Linked DNA regions of Sminthopsis crassicaudata: region 2 is linked to region 1. The links are chromatin contacts, called in public Hi-C maps. All regions are on one chromosome and are shown on one strand. The core of a region is the stretch at or near the end of the contact, and the rest is flanking DNA. Distances in the headings are between cores, read along the strand shown. Region 1 holds the start of DBP (D-box binding PAR bZIP transcription factor). Region 2 holds the start of DKKL1 (dickkopf like acrosomal protein 1).

The links. A called contact is a pair of places that touch in the nucleus more often than the background predicts.
Region 2: a contact with region 1 is called in a Hi-C map of hippocampus, with 2.8 times the contacts expected there. The contact joins the promoter of DKKL1 here to the promoter of DBP in region 1. A contact is called at or near these places in 2 of 2 Hi-C or Micro-C datasets (fibroblasts and hippocampus).

Annotation. Positions count from the first base shown.
Region 1 is chr3:651,371,897-651,374,594 of ASM4859323v1, forward strand. DBP (D-box binding PAR bZIP transcription factor) reads right to left here and starts at 1,379. Exons shown (of 4, transcript XM_074307392.1): 1 at 881-1,379; 2 at 1-90. The coding sequence starts at 1,010. CA11 (carbonic anhydrase 11) reads right to left here. Exons shown (of 8, transcript XM_074307389.1): 7 at 2,686-2,698; 8 at 2,023-2,119. The coding sequence ends at 2,103.
Region 2 is chr3:651,535,534-651,538,231 of ASM4859323v1, forward strand. DKKL1 (dickkopf like acrosomal protein 1) reads right to left here and starts at 1,343. Exons shown (of 5, transcript XM_074308181.1): 1 at 1,189-1,343; 2 at 405-627. The coding sequence starts at 614.

The sequences.
Region 1 (2,698 bases), core at 129-2,628:
CCGAACGGGGCCGGCCCGAGACCCCTAAAAGGCCGCCCACCTCCTCGCTGCCGCCGGCCGCCGCCTTGCGCTCCTTGTCCTTTAGGAGACCTGGCGAAGAGACGGACAAGACGGGGCGGACGGGGGGGGGGGGGGGGGGGGGGGAGGTGGGGGGGGGAAGAAGGGGGCGGGGCGCAGCGCGGCACAGGGACAGCAAGTCACACGCAGACCAGGGCAGCGAGTCACGGACAAGCGCAAAGTGGGGCACACGCAGAGAGGGACAGTGAGATGCAGAGCGAGGCGCGCAGGGAGAGCCGGAGGGGGGAGGGAGCAGAACCATTAGACAAACGCAGGGGGTGCAGAGAGGGCCGGGCAGCGCCCGCGAGACGGGGATTCAGGAAAGGACCGAGGGACAGCCCCGGGGGAGGATCCATGGGGCGTCCAGCCCGAAACAGTGGTGCAGGAAAGGAGTGAGGCGGCACAGAGGGGCCGGGCGGGAGAGTCAGTTGGGATCCGTGCGGGGACACAGCAGCAGTCCGGAGAGGGGACGGCCACGGAGGGCCACCGAGAGGCCGCGGCGCGGGGCAGGGAACGACACGGGAGGGAGACACGCAGGGAAGGCAAGGGCAGGGTCAGCGACTTCTGACCTAGACTGCCCTGGGCTCTTCCCACCCATCCCCACGGCCCGGGCTTTCCTCTTTGCGCCCCCCAAGGGGTACGAACCGGCGGGCTGGGCCAGGAGAGGGCTCCGCCCCGTCTTGGGCCCGCGGCCCCATGTGACCCCTGGAAGCCCCGCCCCGGCCCGTGTCCGAGCCTTGTGAGCTCCCGACCCCCGCCCGCCCATAGCCGCTGGGGTCCCGGGGGAGAAGGGGACGCCTGGGTCCCGCCGCGGGACACTCACAACTGGCCGGCGGCTCCTTGGTCTTCCCGGGCCCCTGCAGGAGGCTTCGCAGGCCGTGCAGCGCCGCGCCTCCCGCCGGGCCGCCCAGCAGCTGTGGGGCCGGGGACCTGTCGCTCGAGGGCCTCGCCATCCCCCGGGGGCTGGGGGCCGTCACCGGCGCATGGGCGACGAGGCTGCACCTTTGGAGACTTCGGGCTAGCAGTTGCCGCGGTGCCCCGGGACAGAGACCCTTGCTAACCCCGGCTCGCCTATGCGTAGGAGCCAGGCGTCCGTGGCAGCCCGCAGACCCCCGGATGGGCCGGGCGAGCGCCTGTCTGCAAGGGGCCCTGGCGAGGCCAGGTGCCGGTGGGCGAGCGGGCAGCGGCGGGCGCCCTGCGCTTTAAAGCCCGCGAGCCTGAGCTCGTGCACATCGGAGGCGCTTGGCAAGCCTGCACGGGGGAGGCGTGTGTGTATGTGTGTCTGTCGGAGTGTGCAACGGGGATGGAGGCTGGCCGAGAAGCAGGCGGAGCCAAAGGCGCAGCAAACTTCTTTGGATGCAAAATAAAAAAAAAGCAGGCTGGGGGAGGGAGCGGGGTGTGGATTGGTGCAGGCCCCACGGCGGCCTCTCCGCCTGCTCCAACCCCGCTCGCCCCTCCTTCTCCTGGCCTGGCCTCGCCTCGTGCCTCGTGGCTCCTCCTCCCCGCCCGCTCGCCCTGCCTTCCCCAGCTCCATATTCACCGGCCAATCAGGGCGCGGGCTGGGGGAATGACCGACCAATGGGAATGCTTCTGCCTCGAGCCTGCTCTCTGGCTCCCTTTCATGTCTCCCCCCCAGCGCGTGGCGGGGAGGGAGCGGGGCGGAGCCCTGACCTAGATTCCTCCAATGAGGATGGGCGCTGTGACCCAGATGGGGGACAATGGGGCGGGGCGGGAGGTGGGATGGGGGGAGCACGTGGCCCTGCGCGTGCCACCCGCCAAATCCTGAGGACCGGAGGGAGGTTGCAATTTGTGAGAGGCGGGGGAGTTGTTAAAGGGGCCGTGACCGGGTTGGGGAGCGGAGCCCCTAACCCTTCGGCCTACGGAGAGGGTTGCGTCATCCTTCTACCATTCCCCATATACCCTCTTTCCCCAAGCCCTTGGACCCGCTTCTCTGACTACACAAAAACGTGTTCTGTCTCTTTAATAGATTTAGCTTTTGCGGGGTGGGGTGGGGGTGGGGGTGGGGAAGGCAAGCAGTCCTCTTCTCAGCGGGTACCGTCCACTGCAAGAAAAAAAGGGGTGGGGGAGGAGGTAAGGTCCGGGCAGAATGGAGCCTACCACTGAAATCAGGAGGGGGAAATGGTTTGTACCACTGGCCTGTATCGGGCACGGAACTAACCTGGTCCCTAGAGTGCACAGGATGTACCATTGTTTATTACTGCGAGGAAGTGGGACCTTACCACGCTGAGGGGGGAATGGTGTCTTGAGTGGACTGTACCAAGTCTCTTTGGAAGGAGAGAACGTTGGGAGCAGGCTGCTGATAGTTCCTAAACTTCCGTGGGGTTGGTGAGGAAGGTTTCCCGGGACGTCCTGATTCTAAGGGGCAGATCTTGAACCAGGGTACCCAAATGCCAGGATCACTCCAGACCTTAGGTTGAACCCAGAATGGGTGAAAGAGGAAAGAACTACAAATCCCAGGAGGGCTCGCGGCCGATGATTAGCAAGCTTCCTACGTTTCAGCTCCGGAGTCTCTTGGGACTTGTAGTTTTTCAGCGCACTTTCTAGCCCTGGGTTTGGGATAGAAGGGGGCAGGGGGAGGGTGTCGCGGCTCGTGGGTCTAGGGCGTACCGTGCAGTCGGTA
Region 2 (2,698 bases), core at 93-2,592, 160 kb after region 1:
CATGAGTTCCTCCTCCCTCTTCCAAACTTCTGACCTTTCTGCAGCTTTCCTACCCAGTCCTTCCCGGCATCCCCCCCTCTCGGAGCCTCCGTCCCTCCCATCTTTATCTCCCTTTCCTAGCCCACCCTGTTTCCTTTGTATCTCATCCTTTCTCTGGGATCAAGTCATTTTAGCTGTGTCCCCCTCTTCTGGCCTCCCACTTTTCCTCCTCCCTCGGCCCTGCCTCACAATTGGCCAGCCCCCCCCAGATCTATGCCTTTGTGCTCCTGCTCCCCCATCCCTCCCTTCCCTCGATGCCGGTCCCTCGGACCCTCTGGCAGAGCCGGGAAACATTTCAGCAGCGCTTGTTGCCCGCCGGCCGCCGGGCCAGGCTGTGCCCCCTGCCAGTGGCCTCCACAGCTCACCCGGAGCAGGAGGCGGTTGAGGCTGCGGAGGAGGCTGTGGATGCCCAGCAGGCCCATGGAACCCAGCTCCGGCCCCTCGGAAGTGTCGGGCCCCCCGGGGGCGTGGCCGTGCCCGTGGGCACGCTCCGGGACGGAGACGGGCGCCGCTCGGTCCTCGGGGGTAGCTGCCAAGAGCAGGAGCAGCAGCGGCAGCAGGGGCTGCGGCCACATGGCGGGGCGGGGCCTGGGCGGGGGAGAGGGGCGGCGGTCAGAAGCCCCGCCTCCGCAAGCAGGCCGCGCCCCTCCCCAGGCGAGCCCCCTTCTCTTTCCCAAGCCGCGGTGGCTCCCGGCCCGGCCCTCGGACCGTCAAGTGCGAGCCGCCCCACAGAGGCGGGCTGCCGACCGGAGAACTGCCGCGTCCCCCGCACAACGGCCCCGGCCCGAGCCCGGGCGCTCCCGAGAACTTGCTGGGGGGGACCCCGCGCGGCCCGCGAGCCGGGCCTCGCTCCTCCGCCAGGCTCGGCCCTGCGCGGTGTCGGGGGGGAGCGTCCTAAAATCCGGCGGGGCCCGAGCGGCCCGGCCCTTTAACGTGCAGTCCTCCGAGCGGTCCTCCTGAGTCCAGGGGCCGCCCACCGGCCTGCCGTCCAGAGCCTCCAAGACCCCCTCCCCCGTGCCGCCCCCCGCCCGTCCCGTCCCACCGGAGCCCAGTCTCTTTAGAGATCCAAGGAGCGTGTCCAGCGGTCCGGCCCCGCAGCCAGGCCCCCTGGGGAGAACACGGAGGCCCCCGTCCCTCCGGCCTCCATACCCTGTCACCGCCTCGCTCCGCTTTCTCAAGGACCCAGTCGGCCTGGCCCCCCAGGCCCTTGTCTCTCTCAGACCGGGTCTCCTTGCGCAGGTACCGAAGACGGCTGAGCGTGTGCTGAGGGGGCGCGAGGGAATGGGCGCAGCTCCCACCCCGACTGAACTGAGGTCACAAGAGGCCCGCGCCGTCACAGAGAAGGCTGGAGCGCCCCGTCCCTTCGTTCCTAAAAGAACCCCCTCCTCTCGCGGGAGCGGCTTACTCTTCTCCGATCCTCCAAGGATGCTGTGTCTGAGAGACAGCTTGCACAAATGGGTAAAGAGCCCGAGGCGGGAAGACCTCTATTCCCAAAGCTGACCCCGACACATCCGGACTGTGTGACCCTGAACAAGTCATTTACCTCTCAGTGCTCTAGAACAGGGTTAAACTTTTTTTCCCCAAGTTTTTGCTGACTCCCGGTATGCAGGTATATAAAATAGGTATACACACCAAACTTTATTGATAATAAGATCCCGTGTGAGGTGCAGAATCACTCTTTAATAAGAAACTGGGCTCTAGACGATTGTAGAACCTCACTTTAAGATGCTGGGATTTAGACAAGACTCTAGAACCTTATTTAAGATGCATTTGGGTAACTCTAGAACCTCTAAGAAGCTGGTGTTTAGACAACTCTGGGACCTCACTTTAAGAAGCTGGGGGTCTAGATGGCTCTAGAACCTCATTTTAAGCTGGGCTCTAGATGACTCTAGAACCTGGCTTCTCTAGCAAGCTGGTATCTAGAGGACTCTAGAATTCAACTTCTCTTAAGAAGCTGGGATTTAGACAACTGTGGGAGCTCACTTTAAGAAACCGGGATCTAGACAACTCTCCAAGACTCTCATTGCAGGGGAGGTTTTCGCCTGCATCCGTTGTTTTCTCACCTGAGGGTTCCCTATACCAATAAAACCACAGACTCAGGCCCTAGCCCTATTTGTCCAGAGTGCCTTGTAGACAGTAGGAACTTCCTGTTTACTGTGACTTGGCGGGTACTGAATGCTCCAAAGTAGGTACAATGTGACGTCCTTTGTCCCTCCCCCAAATTCCAGTTCTGGAAAGGACCTCAGGGGCTTTTAGATTGAACCTGGATTTGAAGTCGGATCTTTGCAACACACCTGACAACAGCTGACTTTGCAGCCTGGGCATCTTTCCCCCCCGCCTTTTCTCAATAGTTTTTTATTTTCCAAATACATATATAGTTTTCAACATACATTTGAGACTCTGTGTTACAAGTTTTTCTCCCTCCATTGCTCTTCCCCTTCCCTATGACAGTAAGCAAACTGATATAGGTTTTAAATATGTGCAATCCTTTAAATATATCTCTTTATTTGTCATGTTGTGCAAGACAAATCAGACCGAGGGGGGAGGGAAACACAAGGAAACAAACAAAAAGGGGAAAATACTATGCCTCCATCCACATTCAGACTCCATATTTCTCTTTATATATTTATTTGATATTTCCCATCTCATCTATTGGAAT